Linked DNA regions of Larimichthys crocea: region 2 is linked to region 1. The links are chromatin contacts, called in public Hi-C maps. All regions are on one chromosome and are shown on one strand. Each heading gives the region's core, a stretch centred on a gene start, on an enhancer-like site or on the middle of the called end of the contact. The rest is flanking DNA. Distances are from core to core; before and after follow the strand shown.

Region 1 (3,117 bases), core at 252-2,751:
GTGATGGGTACATGCCAGTAAGACAGGATCAGAGCTAAAAGCAGACATAAAGCACTTGAATAGACCTTGCAGTAAATCCTGTACGGTATAGCATGTAGCATGTGCAGGATCCGTAACAGTCAACAGTAGTTTGTATGTTCTCACATTTGTTCTCAGTCATATTGAACTCTTTTATTTTTTCTACCCTGTTACATTATGAATATTTATGTCAATTATTATATAATTTTATTAACCTGTGTAGTCAGCTTCTGAAATGCAAATGTTTGTTTTTTTTAAACCTTAGGGGGAAATAATTTTATATTTTATACATTTAATATGTACATGTGTTTAGCTTAAAGAGTTTTTACATTGCACTGTTGACAGTGCTACTAAATATCCTGTTGATCAGCTATTTCAGTGCAAGCTCTTACATACATTTTTTACTTCTTCAATATGAATGTATACATGCAGATATCTGGACATAGAAAAGTGAAATGTAAATTAAAGTAGAATGTAGATATTGTTATCATGACTCGTGTGTGCTTTTCTCTGTTGTAATCAGCCATGTAAACGGTGCACTGATTGAAACATTTGTCTCTAGCACCACCCTTTGGTCAAACACTGTTAATATTTAATGGTATCAGTCACATGTAAAACAAACTATAATGACTTATTTTTGTGGCAGCTATATCCAAAACTGAATAAATATATAAATTGTTGACCTCTGTAAAGTCAAAAGACTTGCTGTCATTTTTTTTGTAAATTTTAATTTTAATTAAACTGCATATTTAGACAAAGGTTTTCATCAAGAACTGAACCACCATCACCACTGATTTGTTTTCACTTGTTTATTTGACTTTTGATTAATTAAGTATTAAGAGTATTTTGGGGGCACTGGTAATAAGTGTCAACATAACATAATATCCTCCCTGATAGCTGAAACATCCAACTTTGTTAAATGTGACAGATAAAGATACTCAGAGAGGTCGAATCTAGCTGACAGATAAACACAAATTACCTGCTCAAAACTTCAGTTTTTAAAATAGGAAATCAGTAAATAATAAACCTTTAGTGCAGTCTCTTTTACTACACACATCTACCTCAACCTCAGGTATTCTCTCTGTGCACTTTATAGCCCATTGGGATTTCATGTTTGCATGGAAAGTGAAATGAACCCTGGGAAATGATGTGAGCACATAAATAGCCTGACTCTGCTTCATTCCCATCAGATTTACTAGTCCAGGGGAGTTGACTGGGAGCATCACTGTTGCTAGGTAATGATTCATAACATCAGCGTCCCTGCACCTATCTGACTCACTGCTCCTACATCCAAATGAGAAAGCGCTCTACAACATGATCAAGCAATCAGTTATGACTTTGTGGATTTGAGTTTTGTCTTTATTCCACAGCCATCCACAGCACTAGGACAACTCATCCTATCTCTAAGCCATGTGCAGATCCAAACAAGCTTTGGAAAATATTGATTGACTTTTTTTTTTTTTTTTTTTTTTTTCTTGACTTACAAACACACAGGGACGCTCACTTTCTGTCGGAGCAACATGTCCAGTTATGTGCTAAATAATATCTGTTAAATTGGAAACAGACATCGATCATCAGTGCCATAAACAATGAGGTGATTACTCAAGAAACAAAGGACGAGGAGTGATGCAATGGCGCTCGGGAACGGCTCTAAGAAGTCAATTTCATGTGACCAGGGGGTCAATCCTTCTTCTCTGAATGATGGGGTCAGTAATACTAAAATGGCTACATGTGAAGTCTAATATTTATCACTTAGTATGTTCATATTAATGTATGTCAAACCTGTGTGGTTGTTAGAGTAAAGTAGTAGGCCTTTCTTAAAATAGGGACATGGAGGTTTTTGTTTTTTGTTTTGAATTCTGCTGTGAAGTGAATCCTCCACAGGGAGAAGTTGCTTTCGTATGACTTTGGGCTCACATAGATGCAGGAATAACATCCAAAAGCATGATACTGTATCTGTCTAAAAGGTTTATAGGTACAGCTGAAAAATGCCTGCCTGGTTTCTTGCACTTCCTGTTGGCATTGTGGATGAGCAGTGTAATCTATTTTAAATGAGCTTACCATACACAATGTAAGAACAGCCTTAAAGGGGAACTCCACCAATTGTAGTTAGTCTATTTACAGGTTTTAGGGTTAGCTGCACAAAACATGATAGATTACCTCAAGTGATATCACTTGACATGAAGACCACAAGTTTAAAAACAATTTGGGGTGTGGAGTTAGAAAGTGGTGGACCTATGTAGTGGTGACCTATTAGACCTATGTATACTGAGTTGCATTGTGGGTAATGTCATCAAATTTTGACAGGGAAGAAAATGATCAGAATAAAAAAGTCAGGTCCATGATCGACTTAGTGGTCGTGTCATCACATCTGTGCCCATCTATCTTGGACACACGGGTAAAGAGAGCTGTAAACTGATCAGTGGTTAGTTAGTTACTTTTTGTGCATCCTGGTGGGATCATGATTGGACCATGTTTAAAGCTTCCATTGTTGATGCGTCTGCTAGGAGTTGGGGTCAGATAGACAGTCGTGGCAGTAACCTAAGAACCCGCTGGTGGACACCAGCAGTAAAGGAGGCCGTCAGGCTGAAGAAGGAGGCCTTTCAGGCTTGGTTGGCCCAGGGCTCTTCTGAGGTAGCAGACAGGTAGACGAGTCTAGCAGATGGCTAGAAGGGCTGCGGCTTCAGTAGTTGCAGAGGCAAAAATCCAGGTGTTGGAGAAGTTCAGGGAGGCCATAGAGAAGGACTTCTGGCAAACCATCCGACAACTCAGGAAGGGGAAACAGAGCTTGGCCCAGGCTGGGTATAGCAGGGGTGGAGAACTATTGACCCGGACTAGGGATATTGTTGGGCGGTGGAAGGAACTAGGAGCTAGGACATCTTGGGGGAGCTCAAAGTAGAGCCGCTTCTCCTTCGTGTCGAACGGAGCCACCTAAAGTTGTTTGGACATCTGTTCTGGGCACGTCCAACTGGGAGGAGACCCTGGGGCAGACCCAGAATCCACTGCAGGGAATATATAGCCCATCTGCCACTGTGACCCGACCCCAGATAAGCAGAAGAGAATGGATGGAAGGATGGATGGATGGATGGATGGATGGAT
Region 2 (3,351 bases), core at 232-2,731, 150 kb after region 1:
TACCATTCTGATTTTTAATTCTGCACGCTGTATCGATCCCGAAGGAAATTCAAGCATCCAGCAGCAGCATGGAAAACATGCATCGAACATACATTACAACTAACCAATAACATAGCATCCGTACGTTAAAATTAAGCAGAGATAGATCTAAATTTCAATATGCACAGAGAAATTAAACACGTGCATAGGATTTAAATATGTACAAAAGAATAAAAAAGAGGTAGAGTCTAAAACTCTAAAAGTTAGAAGAATTAAAGAATGTGCAGGGGCATGCATACACTGTACATAAGCACACATATTCTTTAAAATGTATATTTACAATTAAAGATGTGACACACACACACACACACACACATATATATATATTATATACACCATACATACTAAATATACACACACACCACACACACATATATATATAGATATATAGAGATATATATATATATATATATATATATAATATATATATAACACACAACATACATACATACTACATACATACATATACACACACACATACATACATAATATATATACACACAGACAATATTACATTATATATACACATACACACAACACCCAACATACATACACACAATACAATAATAGTACATATACATACACACACACACACACACACACATATAGATATATGCACTTACAGGCCACTTCATTAGGTACACATCTGTACAGACTGTCAGAGCGGTATTATTTCTACTTTATGTTTATTGTTGAGCTCGTAGTGTTGTACTGTGCATTATACTGAAAGTGTTTTCTATCTCATGGCCCTCTCATGTATGTAAACAGGGGAAACGCCTGTCAATATAACAACACCACTGCAGACTACAACTTCAATACTAAACACATCGTTAGATTAATACCTCTCTGCCCTGTTATGTTTATCTTTCTTCGTGTACCTGTGTGTGAGCACACTGAGATTGACTTCACTCAGGTGTGTGTGTGCACACACTCAGTAAAGGTGACTCTGTGACATTTTAAGATTGCTAGGCGACCGTGACACCACCGAGCCTCAGCTACTTCACTCAGGGTGTGAGGGGGCACCGGTCAAACTCGTAACCACCTCCAGTCTTTCGTAATCTCAACTGCCCTCGTCAAACAGACACTAATAAATCGGATTATTTTGATATTAAACTTGTGGCAGCTGGCTAAACTGTTAGCAAACAGCTTCATAAAGCTCAACCTAAAGCAGCTAGCGACTAGCATCCCCTGAACGAGCCCGAAACAAGGCTGACCGGAGCCAAACAAACACAGAGAGCCGCCGGAGGGAGGGAGAGAGAGCGAGAGAGAGGTGAGACCAAAGCACTCCCTGAACACAAATGCAGCCGTGACGTGACAGGTAAGAGAGAGTGATCAAAAAGTTTTCACTCACGCTCTGCATCAGATTCCTGCGCTGCGCCGCCATGTCGGACGGTCCCTCGTTGCGTTCACGGACCATCGCCAAAGTCCGAACACGCGAGTTTCGAGGTGACAAATCCACACAGTGGTAAAAGATAATCATGCATTGAAGTGGAGAAGACACGAGTTAGATTCAGTCGAAATGAAAACATTCTGAAACGATATCCTTCGTGGGTGCTGTGATAATTCACTGTAAGTAACCGTATACAGGAAAAAAAACATGCTTAAATTAGAGCTTGGTAATTGTTTGTGTTTTACTCAAACGATTTCAGAATCGTATAATTCACTTCATCTCTTTTTTTCCCTAAATATCCCACCGCCTTTCTCGTCTTGTGGCGTTTTATATTTAGCATTTTAATGAACAGGTTTGCATAATAATTAATAGTGTGCTAAATTCCTGACAGCACTTTAATGCATCTCCGCACATCCATATGATTTCTTGTCAAACTCGAGATTTTTATTTTTTTAATTATTAGATGATAAATCCTCTCTTCTGTGCTATCACAATAAAATACAGTTAACCAACAACTCTTGGTTTAGTCAATTTATGCAATAAATAAATAACATTTCCGGTTTGTGCTGGATTTCTTTGACAACATCGCCACCGTGTGTCTTCATCTCGTAACTACACGAGTAAACAACGACTGCTGCTGGTGGCTGTTTGCTCTTCTTGACATTAGAAGTTGAAGCCCCACCATTTATATTATATTATAATCTGTGCTCTGTATATTACTGTTAATAAGAATACATTAATCTGATAATCTAATTCAAATAAATAAATAAATTCGTTTTATTTACTATTCTATGCAATCCACTGTTTTGATCAGCAGAGTGAGTAAGAGGCATGACAAGAGTTAAATGATATGCCAGGGATGTCCAAAGTACGGCCCGGGGTCCAATCACGGCCCGCAGTCAGATTTCATGTGGCCCAAATCTTCATTTTAAAATATATTATTTATGGCCTGTATGTATGGCTGAAAGATTAAGCTTTTTTGGGTTTACGTAACGAAGCATTTAAATATCTAAGGACAGAACTGCTGGTGTCATGTACCTGTAGATGTGACACAAAGTATTACTTTCTGAATGATCTTGTTAAAGAGAAGAACATGAGTGATACCTTTTAAACTTAAATGTTCACAGACTTTGCGTTACTCATAATAAGTCATGTTTAGAATGAACATGAGGTGAAGATTTGTATCAACTTCATGCAAGTTTAACGTATTGCATATAATTTATTCTTTGTTATCTGACTTTGGTGACATTGCCATTTAAAAAAACAAAAAACAAATGTAACTTATTGTTCATTTTTTTTTATTTTTAAAATGTTAGCATTGGCCCCCGGGCATCTTCACATTGTCAAATCTTCAAAAGAAGTTTAGACTGTAGGTAAAATTCTTACCAGTGGAGGGAGGCATGTGCCACATTTCTTTGTCTCACTGCAGCTGCTCAGTATCACTAAACTAAAAACTAAAAACTTGAAATGAGTTTATGTGTACAATATTTTTGTTACTTTGCATTAGTAGAGAATACTTAAATATTCATGTACAAACAATTCATAGACATTTACTGTATGTTTTTTTTAAGAATATATAGTAGATCTGTTGTATCCCCCACTTGAGTCTGGAGCTCAAAAGCTAAATGAATTTATGATTTATTTTACTGTATCTTAGCAGGTTATTAAAAATCATAAATAACCGAGGACAGAGGAAAATGCAGCTAAAATCCAAAACTCCCAGAACAGTCATTCATATCTTTCTCAGCATTTCTTTATTTTTATTGGTTAAAATCGAACACATCAAAAACATACATTTGTACACAATCTTTTTCTTAAATCTTACTTTGCTCTTGAACAGATTTCACAAAGGAACATCACACATTTCTACGTCTACACGGTTGTACAGTATAAAGTATATATATGTGCATATATACTTTGAT

What was found. Hi-C and Micro-C count contacts between places; a contact is called where the count stands out from the background.
Region 2: a Hi-C map of muscle shows a contact between it and region 1, with 4 times the contacts expected there. The contact joins the promoter of tab1 here to the promoter of tmprss6 in region 1. A contact is called at or near these places in 2 of 7 Hi-C or Micro-C datasets (both in muscle).

Annotation. Positions count from the first base shown.
Region 1 is chrX:30,187,977-30,191,093 of L_crocea_2.0, forward strand. tmprss6 (transmembrane serine protease 6) reads left to right here and starts at 1,502. Exons shown (of 18, transcript XM_010739067.3): 1 at 1,502-1,724. The coding sequence starts at 1,650. LOC109138304 reads left to right here. Exons shown (of 11, transcript XM_019258171.2): 11 at 1-719. The coding sequence ends at 38.
Region 2 is chrX:30,337,275-30,340,625 of L_crocea_2.0, forward strand. It overlaps tab1 (TGF-beta activated kinase 1/MAP3K7 binding protein 1), which reads right to left and starts at 1,482. Exons shown (of 11, transcript XM_010739064.3): 1 at 1,391-1,482. The coding sequence starts at 1,456. It overlaps syngr1b (synaptogyrin 1b), which reads right to left. Exons shown (of 4, transcript XM_010739090.3): 4 at 3,165-3,351.